Regions from separate parts of the Pan troglodytes genome. Here region 2 is linked to region 1. Evidence: chromatin contacts called from public Hi-C data. All regions are on one chromosome and are shown on one strand. Each heading gives the region's core, a stretch centred on a gene start, on an enhancer-like site or on the middle of the called end of the contact. The rest is flanking DNA. Distances are from core to core; before and after follow the strand shown. Region 1 holds the start of RGMA (repulsive guidance molecule BMP co-receptor a). Region 2 has its middle 270 kb from the start of RGMA.

What was found. Hi-C and Micro-C count contacts between places; a contact is called where the count stands out from the background.
Region 2: a contact with region 1 is called in a Hi-C map of stem cell-derived neural progenitor cells, with 3 times the contacts expected there. The contact joins the enhancer-like site here to the promoter of RGMA in region 1. A contact is called at or near these places in 1 of 7 Hi-C or Micro-C datasets (stem cell-derived neural progenitor cells), 1 of 1 datasets of contacts at active chromatin or transcription factors (stem cell-derived excitatory neurons) and 1 of 1 other capture datasets (stem cell-derived neural stem cells).

Annotation. Positions count from the first base shown.
Region 1 is chr16:84,885,915-84,888,614 of NHGRI_mPanTro3-v2.0_pri, reverse strand. RGMA (repulsive guidance molecule BMP co-receptor a) reads left to right here and starts at 1,320. Exons shown (of 4, transcript XM_510608.8): 1 at 1,320-1,625. The coding sequence starts at 1,612.
Region 2 is chr16:85,160,276-85,162,975 of NHGRI_mPanTro3-v2.0_pri, reverse strand. No RefSeq gene overlaps it. Among named protein-coding and RNA genes, the nearest start is that of RGMA, 270 kb to the right of the region's middle. Within about 2 kb of position 1,250, at least 4 of the 24 cell types and tissues checked have an H3K27ac peak or open chromatin away from gene starts, as enhancers often do. A contact at or near this core is called in stem cell-derived neural progenitor cells and stem cell-derived neural stem cells, where this site is marked.

The DNA.
Region 1 (2,700 bases), core at 71-2,570:
CACACACACACACACACACACACACACACACACACCCTACTATTCATAGATGAGGAAACTGAGGCCCAGCAGAGCTAGATGACTTGCCGAATGTCAGAGCTAATTCTAGAAACCCATCCCCAATCCCTTCCTGCTAAACCACTTAATTTTATTTATATCCCAGCTATACAAATACACTTGACAAATAAAACGGAGAATATTGAGTTAAAACCACATCTCTGAAGACCACACGCATAAATAACGATCGTGTTTTAATGCGGACGATACCTTTTCATTTTGCAAATCCAGAGTTCCCATCATATCAAAATTCAAGACAGTTTGTTCTGTAAGAAGGGGAAGGTCATAACCCTGTCTAGAATGTACTGGCAAATCTCTCTAACCGTGCAGTGCTAACTTGGGCCTGAGCTGTGTAACCAGACCGACTTCACGCTCCAGCTGGGGTTTCAGATCCACACATGGCGACTGGGTGGCGCTTTGCTGTTTCACAGCAAGGGTCCTTCCCTGGGCTCCCGGAGCCTCTGGGGATTTACTGCTCCCGACGTGGCCGTGTTCTCGCCACTGTGTGCATGCGCTTAATGTTGAAAACATTCTTTTGAAAAGCCCAGGAGATTCCACTCGCAATCTGTGCGTGTGTATGTAAAAGCGCAGAGACTGGAAAGAACCGCGGCGGAGCACACCCTGACCGAAGGTTACCGCGGGGGAGCCGCGGCCGTGGGAGGGAGTGCGATACGGTCTTTTCACTCTAGACACTCCTGAGTTATGTACAATTCTACGCAAGAATGTATGCGTGTGTTAGCATGTAATACATATGTATTAGTTTTTTCAGGAAGATTCTTAAACAACAACAAAATCTCTATAGAACAAAGGTGCGTCTCCGCAGAGCGCAACAGCATTTGTCTTGGATGTAACCGCCTTCTCCAGAAATCTCAGAGGAACTCCCCTCGACCACCGCCTAACTGAAGGACACTGTGCGCTCCACCGCAACCCTGCGGGGGATTTGGAAAGTTGGAGGCGCCCCGGGGAGTCGCCGCACTTGCCGCCCGCGCCCCCTAACCTGAGCATTCAAGGAGTCTTGACTTGGCCGCTGGCGCACTCCGCACCCACCCAGCCGGTGCTGATGCGGGAGGGTGGGGCCGCGGCGGGGCGGGGCAACGCGAGCCCGCACCCCGCTCCTCCCCGCCCCTCCCTGCCGGCCCCGCCCGCGCGCGCCCCCCGCCCGCGGCCCGGGCGCCCGGCCCGCCCCCTCCCCTCGGCGCGCAAACGAACCTCGCGACGCCGCGCTCGGCGGCGGGCGGGGGCCGGGCGAGGGAGGGGGCTGGTCCCGGCCGCCCCACTCTGCAGTTGTCTCCCGAGCGCTGGCTGCGCCGCCCGAGCCGCTGGGCCGGGGAAGCACTGGCCGTTCGCTCCCGGGCCGGCTCCGCCAGGCGCTCGCAGGCATGCAGCCCGGGAGTAGGAGGCGCTCCCCGGGCCGCTGCTGAGCCGGCCGGGGCGGCGGGGACCAGCGCCAGCGGAGCCCCTCCCACCTTGCCCCAGGGCAGACGAGCGGCGCCCCGACACCCCCTGTTCTCCCGCAGCCCCGCCAGCGCCACCCCCCGCGGGCCGCAGGGGCTCATGCAGCCGCCAAGGTAAGCGCGGGTCGGGAGCCGGGCGGACCCGGCTCTGACATCTCCGAGGCGCCGCCGACACTTGCCGGGGCCACGGCGCTGCTTTGGTCTTCCCTCGCCCCGCGTCTCATCTTGCTCCCATCTTGCCCACATTTGGAGCTTTGCTGCGCCTCGATCGCTTTAGCTGTTGGCAGCAGGAAAGTTTTTGTGGTTTGGTGTTTGTTCTTTTTTCCTAAAATACTCTCCCCCGGGCAGCCGCCAGCGCGCGTGGTTGGGCAGACCCGGCACACGTCCCTTACACCGTGTGCGGGCTGGGAGCTCCCTCCCTCAGCCCGGCTCGCGGAGCCCCGGACGGAGCCGGCCACCCGACTGTCCCGCCGTGAACCCCCATTGGCCCGCGCCGCCCGGGCCCCCGCCTCCCGCTCGACGCCCGGCTGCGGAGCTGCCTGGCGAGCTCCTGCCCTCGGGGATGTCGGCGCAGTGCACCGCGTGGGCTCGCGTCCCGGCGGCCCTTTGCCTCGGCGCGCCGGCGTACGGGAAGGTGCGGACCTTGGATTGAGGGCCGAGGATGCCCATTGCCAAGCCGCCCCCGCGTTCCTAAGTGGACGGGTGGGCACGGGCGACGATTCAGCGCCGGCTCGCGCCGCAGCTCAACCCAGGGTACAAGCCCGGGCATGGGGGACAGGTGTATTCAATGGGAGGGCGGGTGTGGGGGACGCTTGGGTGCAATTCGGGATTGTGTCTTATTAATGTAATTGTATTAGACTTGCTCGGAGGTAGAATCAGTTCTCCCAAATTGAGATTTCTAATGGGAGCCTGTGAGCTGCTATTATGTGGTGTGGTTTTGGGAGGTGTTGGGTTGTATTTATTTTATAAATTGGGTGTCTCGCGGGCGGAGTAGGGGAAGTAGCGCCATCTAGCGGAAGTGGTGAGCTGTGCATTCCTCTTAGGCTGCGAAGTTGGGTGTTCCCAAAGTAGTCTCCCGCACAAGGTGGAGAGGCGGGAACCAGCCCTCGCCTCCAGGAAGGAGGCTACAGAAGCTCTCTGAGTATCGACGGTACCAGGGAGAACGCCGACCTCCCATGCTCAGCACATT
Region 2 (2,700 bases), core at 1-2,500, 270 kb before region 1:
TGGTATTAAGAAGCGTAAACCAGGAATGTTTTCAGCGCTGTCACACTGGGTATTCTCAGGCCTGCAGTGCAGATGGAGCGTTCCTAGAATTTTATGGTACCACACGTGGGCCTCTGTGCTCTTCTTCAGACCCCAGGCTCTCCAGGGTCTGGAGGAAAGCATCGGTGGGCTCCTCACTCCACTCTGCATTCTCTCCACTTTGTTTCCCACCAGGCATTCCCTGCGCTAGCCACTGCCCTGAGAGAAGGAGTAGATTGGGGATCCAGCAGCTCTCTAGCGAGCCATCAGGGCACCTGCTGTATGAGAGTCATTGGCTGTGTAGCATGTGACCCAGGAAGCGGAGCTGCTTGTTCCTGACAAGCCACCCTGCTCTTCCACAAACAGAAGCAATAAGCGGGGCATGGAACAAGGCTGGGGAGGACACGTGCTCCCACCTCCCAACCGCCATGGAGGCAAACAACAGGAATTTCACAACTGCGGGACATGTACTGGAATTGTCACAGCTTCAATAAATCACCTGTGTAAACCATGAAACATAAGCCATGTATTTTGTCCTGTAATTGTGTAGACAGATAGATATATAGGTATAGCTATAGATATAGATACATAGATATATAGTAGTCCTCCCATCCTTTCATTATACACGGTTTCACTTTCTGTAGTTTGAGTCACCTGCGGTCAACCGCAATCCAAAAATATTAACTGAAAATTTTCAGGAAAAAAATAATTCCTAAGTTTTAAATTGTACGCTGTTCTGAGTAGTGTGATGAAATCTCTTGCTGTCCTGCTCCAACCCACCTGGGTTATGAATCATCCCTTTGCCCGGCGTTTATATAACATTTGTTTTCCCAAAAGTAGAAGAGAAAAGCAAAGAAAAGGTATAAGCACTCTGGTCTAACACAAGGGAGGATGAACACTTCAGTAGCAAGTACCTCCCCCACTGGAATTCTCTCTCTCTCTCTCTTGCTCCCTCCCTTTCTTCTCTCCTCCCTCCCTCCCCACTTCTCTCTTTCTCTCCTCTCTCTGTCTCTCCCCCTCTCTGGTGTGGACTCACACAGCTTTCTTCGCCCATTACACGCATTTCTGAATCTCAGTGGCTCAATAATTTGCTGTCATCCGCTGTGGTTTCTTTCTCAGTAACTGCAATTATTTGAAAACAATGTCAGCATGAAAGTCTTTCTTCTTTCTCCCTGGCAACCGCTCGGGGCTTTGCTCCTCACATGCCCTGTCTTGCTGCCTCTCCCGCCTGACTTTGCTTCTTTCCCTCCTCCATCTGCCTCGCCCCTTACCCGGCTTACAGTGTCCCTGGTAGAGAAGGGACAGAGTGACCCGTGTCTGTACACAAGGAGCAGCCACTGTACCCTCGTGCACTGTAAGTGGGTTCAAGGCCAAGATCGGCAGGTGTGCCAACCAAGCCCCCAAATATTTTGGCAATGCCACGAGTATGTCACGAAGGTATTCCACCATGGCAGGCCCCAAAAGGGATACACAGATGCTTCTCTACTCTTTGTCCTCTCCCTCACTCAGACCACACAGCAGAACAACTTCAAAAACATTCAAGGAATGGTTCCCATTCTGTGGTCTAAGGCCTCAGAGCTCCTTAAACGGAAGACAATGCTCGTAAGTCCTTTCAGCATTCCAAAAACGCTAATAAAACCCATGCACCGGCTCATAGGGGATGGCCCAGGCTGGCTGAATCATCACATTTCTCTGCCTTGGTCCAGCACAGAATTGACACAACCTGAGATCACTGGCAAAATCACAAAGACCAGAGCCCTGCAGAGAATAAGTGCATCATTTACCAAACAAAAAGGAAAGTAATGATTACTTAGCCAACTGCTGTGTTTAGTGAACAAAAGTGTTTCTAAACACAGGACCAACAGGCAAATAATCTTGAACGAAATGGTTCTTAATAGAGAAACAGTCAGAAATCTTTGACTTCAACCTCATTCTAAAAGACAACTGGGTAGCTGTCTCAATTAAAGATACTGTCCATGTGACGGTGAAATGACAGACAGCAGCTGCTATTAGTGTGAAACTCCATGGCTTCCCAGGAAAGGGCACGGAAGGAGTGAATATCTTCATGATTCGCTATACCAAGCACTGGGAAATAGAAGAGTGACAACTTCTACCTGTTGACCCACCAAATCCCCAAAGACCAAGGATGAACACAGATGTCCTCGTTTTAACTGAATCATCTCTAAGGGACTCCAAAATGAACAATACAGAGAAATGCAGTCAGGATCACCACAGAGCTTGAGACTGCAGAGGTGTGGCTGAAAAAGGTTGCACTCTCTAGAACACGCTTGGAGTCCCGAATGCCTTTCTTCTGCTAGCCCATACAGCTTTGCCATCATCCAAAAAACTCCTGAAATCTCACCTCCTCCATGAACCCCAGATGAGTGATGATGAGAGAAAGTGATTCTTTTGTACCTATCACTTTCCAAAGACCACACAAGCCCTGCATATAAAATATGCACATGTCAAAAATAACAGGCCATATTTAGCTATTTTTCCTACTCAAACCTGATATGCTGGGGACTCCCAGCTTGACCCAACTGTTTTAGGGAGGCCCAAGAAACCTATCATGTATCCTCCCCTAATAAAGCACATGGCTGACGACGTCCTTACCTCTTCAGGAGTGTCCAAGGGCAGCCAACACTGCAAGCCAGGCCACTTCCCTTGGATCTTGCCCTGCAC